2 separate regions of the Sus scrofa genome follow, and region 1 is linked to region 2. Evidence: chromatin contacts called from public HiChIP or PLAC-seq data. All regions are on one chromosome and are shown on one strand. The core of a region is the stretch at or near the end of the contact, and the rest is flanking DNA. Distances in the headings are between cores, read along the strand shown. Region 1 overlaps PPP3CA (protein phosphatase 3 catalytic subunit alpha). Region 2 has its middle 80 kb from the start of PPP3CA.

Region 1 (5,551 bases), core at 411-2,910, 190 kb after region 2:
TGTGCCTTTGGCTTATCGAGTCTTGGCTTCCTTTTTTCTGTTTTATCTATTTGCATATCTGACTTCTTAACATTCCAGATTTAAATTCAAGGACCAACCTGCTTATTTTTCCTTCAGCACAGACAGAAATCTGAAGAAGGAGGGGAAAGAAGTAAAGCTGCCCATCGGACATATAATGGGCCTCTCTAATAGACCTGATTGAATTGATTACTCTAGCAGTTTACCCGGTGGAATAAAAAGCGTAAGGCACTCATCATTTAGTTATAAATTTATTCATTGCAAAGAGCCACATCCCATTAATTTCATGTAATTTGGTAATTCCCAGTAGCTGCTGCTGTAGTATGTGCTCCCCCTTGGTTTTGTTTAGTGATGTTCTCTGGAGAGAGGAGAACTCTATTGTGTACATAAACTTTAAAGGGCCAAAAGATTTTCAGAGCATTCACAGTTTTAACTGTAGCTTTGATCCTGCTTATATTCTCACCCTTAAAAATACTTGACAGTTTCTAAACTCAAGGATGTGTAGAACTGTAGAGTAAAATGATGTACAAACCAGTTGTTCTTGTGTTCCATTAGCTACCCCAAAAAGCAATTGCTCCTTTTACCCTCAATCTCTTTGATCAAACTATTGTAGACTCCATTCACTTAGGATCTAGCTGATGTCGGGGTACACTAAAATGTGCTTGAGCCCATGGTCACGCACCACCACAGGGGAGTATGTTTTAACCCTTACTGTGCCTGGAGAGTGTATATAGAATCCCTGTTGTAATTGATTACCTAAAGGAGTGATACTTTTTGACAAGTTAGCTTTAGTCAGTGTTGCACTATCAACTTTTTGCTTTGAATGCCTATTCTGTGTTCAAGGCCGGTAGCAGGATTAATGTGTCTTCATATTTTCTTTTACCATATGATTGAGGAAGAACTGGGAAAGCAGAGATGCATCATTAAATATGATCAGTTTTCACACTTTTGGTTTCTACTCATGAATTTGCATTTAACTATCGCTCTCATGTTTACCTTCTATTTGCTTTTCTCCATTGTTGCTTCTTGTTCCCAAATTGTGGTAATTAAATATCTTAACTCTCATGAGATCTTCTCCGGTGTCTGGATAGAATTATTTTCTTCTGGAGTTGTTGCTTTTCTTCTGTTTGTAAAGACAGAATTTTTAATTCTTTTTTTTTTTTTTTTAATTCTTGGTATGTGACATCAGTGAGTTTTTAGCACTTTAAGGAGTATTAAACAAAACGTTTAAATTTGGTTGGAAAGTAAAATTCAGCGAGACTGTGACTTCTTAAGAAAATGATTTATTTATTTGCTTCTGAGAAGAGATGTTTGTATTTGTAAATAGGAAGAAGCAAGGGAAGACCAAACCATCTAAGTTACATATGTAACCTTTCTCACTTACTGGCAGAAATAAACTTTTGTTTAAAGTTCTGCTTCTGGCATTCAGTGACTTCTCTCAATCTGTTTCCTGACCTTCAGTAAACTTTCTGTGAATAATAGTATTTGTAGATAGAGGAAGCTCATTTAGTTGTTGGCGATAGATGTGTATGTTTCAGTTATACTAGGGAGTACTGGCAAATCAGCAGATGGTTAGGTTAGAGTTTTGATCCTAAAAATAATTATGAGTCATCAAAGTGCCGGTAAAGTAATAATTGTGGAAGACATTCAAAACATCTTAGGTCAGAGAGAGAATTAAGTCTCAGAAGGCTAGGTGAGGGATAGTTGATAGGATACATTTGAGAACATAATTCCAGTTTCTGGTGAGCAGAGTAGATTCTCTCTTTACATTCGTTAAAATTGAAGGGCTTCCCACGCAAACAATCAAGATTCTAGCTTGTGGTATGAGATAACTATTGATTTTTGAAGTAGAAAAACTAGGATTTTTGAATCTTTAAGCTATGCACTCTGAGGTCTGCAAATAGCCCCGGGAGAGTTAAGTATTTTATATAGAGGAATGTAAGCTTCAATGTATTTCTTACACTTCCATTTTTAGTATTTTCCCTCATTTTTGATGTTTAAAATAAAACTTTTTTGTTATATATCTAAATTTTTAAATCATTTTATATAACAATATAATTATACTAAAGAGATTGTAAGCTTCTCTCTTGCTCTCTCTCTTTTTTTTTTTTTTTTTTTTTTTGGCTGCATCTGAGGCATATGGAATTTCCTAGGCCAGGGATTGACTCTGAGCTGCAGCTGAGATGGCAGTGCTGGATCCTTTAACCCATTGCGCCTGGCCAGGATCTAACCTGTACCTTTGCAGTGACGCAAGCCACTGTATTGGGATTCTTAACCCACTTGCCGCAGTGGGAATTCCTTTAAGCTTCTCTCTTAACTTAAAAATGAGATTTTAACTTTTCTTAACAAAGCTGAATTCTTTATTTCGTGAATTAAATTATTTTTGCCTGTAAGTAAATATTAGGTCTATTCTTAAGAAAAAAGTAGTTCAATGTGCATGATTAAAAGATATGAACTAGTCCACGACATCTATTTTAACCATACATTATATTCTCTATAAAAGTAAGAATAATTTTCTTGAGATATCTATAGAACTAATGTCATCCTCCTTTTAAGTGGTTTGTGGTCTCAGAGTGAAGGACAAGGTATTTAATCAGTTTAGGTAGTAATTTTTTTGTTTGACAGCTTAATAGGAAATAAACAGTGCGATGAAATGATGACTTGGTTTTAAAGCTTATTCACACATCTTTATTAAGAGATTAACTGTTGGCTTATGTTTTAAGAATGTGTTCATGTTTTGAAAGAAGGTATGAATGGATCTGTGGCAAAAAAAATTGATTTATTCTATAATATTTGTTGGCTGTTGTCTTGGGGCAAGTTGCTAGGAAATGGAGTCTGAGATTTGTGAATGCAAGGTCTACGGGGCAAGTACTGTCAAGATCTACACCTGTGGGCGACTGAAGCGGGTGAAGGTTGGAAAGAGGGAGAAGCTGGACCATGGTGCAGTTTCCATGGAGATGTGAGCCCATCTTATGGTGAGCTCTGGAGCTAGATGGCTCTTCCGAGTTGCCCCAGACGGAAGCGAGGTGACTGGCCTTTGCATTACTCCATCGACCAGAGAAGTGGTGCATCCTTGAGGGGTACAGTTGTGAACAGTCAACAACCAATGCTCCTGGAAGCTGGGGGAGGAGAGCCTTGATCCTAGAAGGGAGTCCTAAATGGGGGATCTGGGCAGCACGCGGCAGCATCTACTACAGTTGCCCAGTAAGAATCCAACTTTCATCTCAGCCAAAAAACAAACAAACAAGCAAACATGGTATTAAGAAGGCTTGTATTAACAAGTTAAAAATCTGTTATGAAGCTATGGATAAAAAATATGTTTAATTTATATTGATGGTAGTCAACCTAATCTTTATGCAAGCTCATTACTGGTTTGCTTTCTCTGGTATAAATTGATCTTGTATTTTACTTTACATGCTATTTTGAGTGGACATTGTTTAACCACTCAATAACTGAATCTCCACGTAACACCCAAACCCTTCACTCCCTGGAATGCTGATAAATCGAATTCACATGATTCAGCTGATGCAATGCTAATGTGATATTTCTCCACTCATGGGGAACTGTTACTATATGCACATTAGATTTGACTAATTGGGAAGTCACAGTGGCAGTTGTGATCTTTTCTGTTGGACTTGAAGTTTCCAGGACAACTCGTATTTTCAAACTAATAGAAGAAGGGTAGCCAGTGAAGGAAGACTTCTGAGGCCAGGTTTTTTGTTTTGTTTTGTTTCGTTCTTGGCTGCACCCAGCAGGTGGAAGTTCCTGGGCCAGGGGTGGAGCCTGTGCTGCAATTGTGGCGATGCTGGATCCTTTTAGCCTGCTGTGCCACATGGGAGCTTCCTCTGAGGATGCTTATTAATAATAATTATAACTAAGATAATAATTACTGTTACTTCTGATTATAATGATCCAGCTACCAAGTGCTTTGTATGGATTATTTTATTTAATGCTTATTAGTCTACTGTTGTAGGAGGTTTTGCATAGATTATGTGATATAATCATCATAATATCTCTAGGAAATAAGTTCTATTCTTATTCCAACTTTATAGATGAGAACACAGAAACTAGGGTCTTTACAAAACTAGTAAGCAGAAGAGCCAAGATTTTAAAAATTGGTGTTCTGAGTCCAAAGATGTTCTTAGGGACATGCTGATTATGTTTATTTGCAATAATATGTTGGTGGTAGAAGAATCAGGGATGATTGAAAAAAGAAATGTTCAGCAATTCAGAGGAAAAGAAACAATTTAAAAAAGTGCTCTCTTCTCACAGATACAGAAAACAAGCTAGTGGTTACCAGTGGGGAGAGAAAGGGAAGAAGGGGCGAGAAAGGGGTATGGGGTAAGAGGTACAAACGGCAGTGCATAAAATAGGTAAACAATAAAGATCTATTGTATGGCACAGGGAGATGTGGCCGTTATTTTCTAATATCTTTTAATGCAGTATAATCTATAAAAATAATCACTATGCCATATACCTGAAACTAATATAATATTGTGAAGCAATTATACTTCAGTTTTTTAAAAAAGTGTTTTCTTGCCTTATACAGATGGTGAAACTTAATAACTGTATCAGGGCAAGGGTCTGGCCGCCATCTGTTTCCATACTTGCTTCCCATTTTGGTTCTCCATGTGCCGCGTAGAGACATCGTCTCTTGGATCTCAGTAGTCCTCTACCTAAACCCTTTACTGGCTTCCTATTACATTTGAATATATGTTCTTTGCTGTTTGCTTTTTCAGACACAGATGGTGTCCCCACCCCAACCCCCTTCAACTTTGCTCAAGTCAACAAGGTTTCTTTCAGTTCTTCTAAATGTGAAGTTCTTTCCCACCTCAGGCTTTGCTCTTGCTGTTTTCGATGTCTAGAATATGCTTCCTTCTGCTTTTCATAGGGCTGAGTTTTTCTCAGTGACTGAAATGTCACTTCCTCAGCGGTTGCCTGCCCTGACCATACTATTTAAAGTTGATTTCTCCTTTTACTCTTCGTACTCTGTTTTATTCATCGTTCTCAACATCATTTGTGATTCTTTTATTTGTTCCTTTGGTTTTTTTCTTTCTAGATACTCTGTGGTATTACAGACACTCTGAGTCCAGGGCTGGTGTCTGTCCTGTTCCCTTGTTCCCCTTTCTTCAGTGTCTGGCCTAGTGCCTGGCAGAGTCCATGTTCATTCTGTGTTGTTTGAATAAATCATCAGCTCTGGTCATATGGTGGTCTTTATAGTCAAGCCATGGTGAATTGACTTTTAAAAAGTTTATTATTGAAGGAGTTCCCGTCGTGGCTCAGTGGTTAATGAATACAACTAGGAACCATGAGGTTGCGGGTTCGATCCCTGGCCTTGCTCAGTGGGTGAAGGATCCGGTGTTGCTGTGAGCTGTGGTGTAGGTCGCAGACATGGCTTGGATCCCGAGTTGCTATGGCTCTAGCACAGGCTAGCGGCTACGGCTCTGATTAGATCCCTAACCTGGGAACCTCCATATTCCGTGGGAGTGGCCCTAGAAAAGGCAAAAAGAAAAAAAAAATATTGAAATACAGT
Region 2 (5,663 bases), core at 286-2,785:
CAATGCCACTTCTACTTCATTCTACTTAAATAGTCAGAGGGCTGGCCCAAATTCAGAAAAGAGGAAAACACACCAAAATAGAACTGCCAGATATTGGTAGTTGACTACCATCCTCGAACGTAAAATATCCCTCTCAGCATGCCCAAGAATGAAGTAAGGGACAGTGGCGAGATGGTGGTATGGGGAGTAGCTGTCAGTCTCCGTAGAGGCCAGCATCTTTTATCTAACGACCTTGAGTGAATTGGCCAGTGTTGTCACCCAGTTAGGTACTGGAGACAGTTGCCTAGTTGCTGACTGATTAAATACAAATCAGAATTTGCAACCAGAAGAATACAGATTGAAGAGGAGTCTAGGGAAATGGATGCTCAAAATGAGATGCGTTTAGGGAACCAAGTCAAGGGAACCCGGTGCGAGGTCTGACCTCACTGAGACTGGAAGCCAGCACTTCATCCAGAAAGTAGCATCCAGTCAAGAGTAAATGAACAGCCTACAGAATCAATAGAGCATTTAGCAAAATGCTTTTCTAAAGAATATTACATTGTTGACAGAACACTTTAAACTAACTAATGGAAAAAAACTAAAATCTTTTTAAAAAGCAAACTATGGATTGGAATACAGTTAATTCAGTTTATTATAATTTTTTATTTTTTTAATTTTTTATTATAGTTGATCTACAATGTTCTGTCAATTTCTGCTGTACAGCAAAGTGACCGAGTTATACATTTATATACATTATTTTTTTCACATTATCCTCCACCATATTCCATCACAAGTGATTAGATGTAGTTCCCTGCAGTTTCTTATAATTTAAATTGTCCTTCCTATTGTGCTTCTGGATAGACTCCCTCCCCTCCGACCAGATAAGCAGCCTTATTCTTTTAAAAAAACAATAATGATGAGCTATGAGTTTTCTTAAACTACCGGGAAGCAGAGTCTGTCCAACCAAAGGCAACTATGAACAACATTCAGTTACAGAAGGTAAAGGAATGGAGACTGAAAGAAGTGGAAAAAAACTTGAGCCAATTGCTTGTGTTTTTTTTTTTCCTATTTCAACTGATTAATTTACTTTTCAAATGAAAGCCAACCTAAGGAACAACAAAAATAACTCTTAACTGTTTCAAATTCACTGTTTAAATGTTCCTATATATTGCACTAATCCACTTTAAATACATTTTTTAAATTTGCTGCCTTTCACTATGTTTCTATTTTATCTGTCAGAGATTTTCTGGGGGAGCAAGTCTCCAATTTTATAACGGAAGTCAACAAGAAGATCAGCTTTCACATGTAGAGAACTGCTTTCATAGGCAATCTGCGTTTCACACAGGACAGGGTCATCTGTATTCTCTGGTGACAGTTCAGAGCTAGTAGCTGTTTTGCGGGGACCACTTTTCTGTTGTTACCTCAACATCAATTACTGGAGATTGCTTTATTTGATGGGGAGCTGAAAGAGATTGGGAAACAAATAATTTCTAATGGCTGAAACTGGAGTAGTCAGGCAAAGTTCCAGAGAGCAGCCGAGGCTGTAACTGCCCAGTTCCCACTGACATCAGTGTGAGTAATAAAACTAAATCCTCTGGAGATACTTTGAAATTTTAGCCTGCAGTATCTTTGGAAATGCTTCACAGTGAAATTTTATTTCCAACTCCACAGCCAATAGTTTTCCCAACCACCTCCTTCCCAATCTCCCAAACATGGAATAGCTTCTAACTCTGTTCATTTATGGGGATCACCTCAATTTATATCAAACAGGGCACGGGGATGGGTATGTCCAGCAGCCACTTCTGATTTACTCCTTTTCAAACAGTGTGGCAACAGCTCTTTCCCTCGCCCAGCAGACAGAGGAACGGTATACAAAGTCTTCTCCAAGTGTTCTAAGCCTGACCTGAAGAATGTGCAAAAAGGATGATTGATAAGCTTTACAGGAATGGATGTATTCGTAAGACTTGGCATACAACCCAACTCTTTTTCATGGACAAAAGGAGAAGAAACAGGAACCTTCAATGTGGTAGTTCTCTCTCCCCTCATCCCGTCTCTTTGGTTTAAGGTGTTTTTGTTGCTGCTGTTGTTGTTTTTAGGGTCACACCCACAGCACACGCAAGTTCCCAGGTTAGGGGTCAAATCGGGGTGGAAGCCACTGGCCTACGCCACAGCCACAGCCATGCGGGATCTGAGCCTCGTCTAACGATTTACCCAAAAGCTCATAGCAGCACCGGATCCTTAACCCACTAAGCAAGGCCAGGGATGGAACCTGTGTCCTCATGGATACCAGTCAGGTTCCTTACCACTGAGCCATAATGGGAACTCTCAGGTTTTAAGGTTTTTTAAGCTTTTTCATTCCTAAAAGGACTCAAACCACAGCTGCAATAAAATAAGATGTGCTACATGCTTATTTAACTTCTTAGTACCTCTGTGTGCCTCCCTCATTTAATGAGGATGTATTTAGACACTTACCCTCTCGGGTGACTGTAAGGATTAATGAATGTGAAATGCTTAGAAAAGAGTGGCAGGCACATAGTAAATATTCAGCACATGTTATATGTGTTTGCAAATCTTTCCACAGAATTTGGATTGCTAGGCTACATAGTTCAGCCCTAGTCTTCTTGTGAACTGATCATTTTACTATATCCTCCCCCCACTCCTTTTCTATACACATAAAATCATTACGTCTTATACCCAGAATTCTAAAGCAGTAGGTAAAAATAAAGGAGCTAGTGCTACCAATGACTGATAGGATAGTCATACATTATAAGAACATTTGGAAATTGACTACCTCCAGAAATGTTGATGGTGGGAGTGGTGGCGATGGTGGCTTACATTTAATGAGCCCTATGTGTTGTCCAGGCATTGTGCCCAAGCCACACAGTAGCCTTCTGATACAAGCGTTCTTGTCTCTATTTTATAGATAAGAAAACTGAGGCTCTTATGAATTGCCTCTGCTTCCTCTTTCTTGTACCTTCAGGCAAGTTTTGAAAGTGATGTCTACTTACTTGATCTTCATCCTTAACACCGCTGACTCATGAACCTAACCAAGGCCCACCTCAGCACTGAAACGAAACCTAATTATCCAAGGCCTCCTTGCTGCTGACTCAGATCAGCCCTTTCTCGCCGTATCTTACTTGATCTCACTCTGGCAAGTGATAATGTTGACCATTCCCTTCTTTTAAAAAAACGCCTGCTATCCTCAGTTTATAAACCACATTCTCCTGGTGTTTGCCTTTTCTACTGACCAGAGTCCCTTTTTAAGAGACCTGTCCCTTTGTGTCCCTTAAGAGACTGGCTTCTAAATATTTTTATTGCAACCATGAGAAGAAATATACTTCAAAACATAAATCTGTATTTAAAAACATATTTATACAGTTTCGGGAAACAGTCCTTCCTTACTTATGTGTAAATATATTCTGAGAAACTTTTTATATCATTAAAAATAATAACATTGGCATAACTCCTCATCTTAATTGCCTGGCTTACACATTTTTCAACATTCTGTGTCAACATTATGTATCATCTTTCATGGGGTTCAAACAAACCCTGAAGTGACCAGTCTGCTTGGTCACAGCTATCCAAACATCTGTCATCTACTAGCACATGGTGGTAGCAAAACCCAAGAGACTGGGTAATTGCTTTAGTTAAGCTCAAAAAAAGCTTTTAAAAGAATTATAATTAAGTCCCCCGAACATTTTTTTTTTTAAGAATGCTACATGTCAGAGGCATTTTGCTAAAAGTTTTCAACTGAATGAACAAATACTACTTTGAGGAATGGGTTTTAAATATTATAGAATAGATATCCCCTCTCATTTTAAATTACCAAAAATATCTACTACCAAAAAAAGCCACGCTTAACATTAGAGTAAATTATCATACGAGGATTAATTATTTTCTAATTTTAAGATTCCACTGCTTGATTTATTCCTAATGGGAAAGCAAACAGGCCTGTGCATCTCTTCTCATCGCTTCAAGCATCCCTTGCCCATTTATTAGCTCATTCACTCATCGATAGCTGCCTAGCATTTCCTGTGTCCATGGTATTGTACTTGAGACCACAAAGGATACAAATGAAAATCAAACATGGATTTGTCTCTCAATAGATGTAATGTTCTTTATTCATTCATTCAACATTTAAAAATAATGTTTTTCACTACTTTTCTGCCTCCCAAACATTCATGATATGTGACTGATTAACTTCTTACTTCAAGATCAATGCTTTTGAATCATGTTCAATTCAACTCCTGCTATAAAATCAAATCCAACAAGTCATTGTGTGAGGTTTTCTCCTTTTTTTCTTTGTTTTTTTCAAGTACTCTTTTCATCCTGAGAAAGCTTTATCTGTTAACAATTAACACTTAGATCCAAATGGGAGCGTGATTGGCTATGACTCAGTCATGTTACATGCAGTAAATATTAACCATCGAATAGATTTGAAAACTAGATAGCAAAATCCCAATAAACTGTATTTTTTGTCTATTTTTAGGACCTGTTTTCATGACTTTAGCAAAATTCATTACTCAGACAACAACCTGGTTTCTAATCTCAAAGGAAATGAGAGATTATGTTTTATCTTCTCAAAGCCTCCTGGTAACAGTATTTTTAATCTCATGGAATTATTTTCAGTTGAGACATATAAACCCTTACAAAGTAAATTAATCATGCAGGATGTTAATAATGTCAGGGCACTTTAGAAAAGAATGCGTTATGGAAGTGAGGACCCAGGACGGGGTTCGTGCTATGCTGTCGGCCCAGGAAATCCGGCCAGGTACACCCTACCCCAAATGATTTCTCTTTTTGTGTAGAATGGCACCAAGCCTGGCAGCCCAGGTTGACCGAAAGAAATCTTTGTCCTCACCCCCACGACACAGCAATTCCACTGCAGGATGTACATTCTTGCACAGAGACCGAGAAAACGTGCATATGTGAAGACACTCCTCCCGGGATTATTTGCCATGAAGAAAAGTTAGAAAGAAAATGCCCCCAACACACCCACACATATAGGATGAGTCTATTGCTATAAACACAGTAAAATAAATAACCTAAACCTAAATATATCTTTAAGCACAAATGTGACCAATGAACGACAGAAGCGTAATTCAGACATACAATATGATATCACACACGCAAAATTTAGAAGCATGGGATAGTATAAGTTTATGGTAAATCATAAAACATAAATACATAGATATATACTAAGTTCAGAAGAGAAGTTTCTTCTAGGTTAAAAAAAAGTAGAGGACAGGATAGGAAGGGAGGAATTTCATTTGTATATATGTATTTTTTTTTTTGGCTGCACCCATGGCATACGGAAGTTCCCGGGCTGGGATCAAACCTGTGCCATGAGCTATACCAGATCCTTAACCCACTGTGCCACAAGGAAACTCCCTCATTTGAACTTTTAACAGTCTTTTTAAGCATCTGAAATATGTATGGCCAAATCTTGACGTGTTAAATCTAGGTAGATAATTTGTGTTTTTCAGTTTATTCTCTTTGATCTTCCTTATAATTCAAATGCTAGCGACTTTAAGCTTTTTTTTAAGCTTTTTTTTTTTTTAATTGAACAAGTGACCTGTAAACTTGCATCCGATCTGAACCACAGGTGATATCTACTGTGAGAAAATTGCGGTTGGAGTCATTGAATGGTCTCCATCCATCTCACCAAGCTGATGCTCCAATTA

What was found. HiChIP or PLAC-seq counts read pairs in DNA pulled down with a chosen protein or histone mark.
Region 1: an H3K27ac HiChIP or PLAC-seq map of skeletal muscle shows a contact between it and region 2. The contact joins two enhancer-like sites. A contact is called at or near these places in 1 of 47 Hi-C or Micro-C datasets (skeletal muscle) and 1 of 2 datasets of contacts at active chromatin or transcription factors (skeletal muscle).

What each region holds. Positions count from the first base shown.
Region 1 is chr8:119,537,126-119,542,676 of Sscrofa11.1, forward strand. The region is part of intron 1 of PPP3CA (protein phosphatase 3 catalytic subunit alpha); the gene reads left to right. Among named protein-coding and RNA genes, the nearest start is that of PPP3CA, 110 kb to the left of the region's middle. Within about 2 kb of position 1,661, at least 3 of the 83 cell types and tissues checked have an H3K27ac peak or open chromatin away from gene starts, as enhancers often do. A contact at or near this core is called in skeletal muscle, where this site is marked.
Region 2 is chr8:119,347,171-119,352,833 of Sscrofa11.1, forward strand. No RefSeq gene overlaps it. Among named protein-coding and RNA genes, the nearest start is that of PPP3CA, 80 kb to the right of the region's middle. Within about 2 kb of position 1,536, at least 6 of the 83 cell types and tissues checked have an H3K27ac peak or open chromatin away from gene starts, as enhancers often do. A contact at or near this core is called in skeletal muscle, where this site is marked.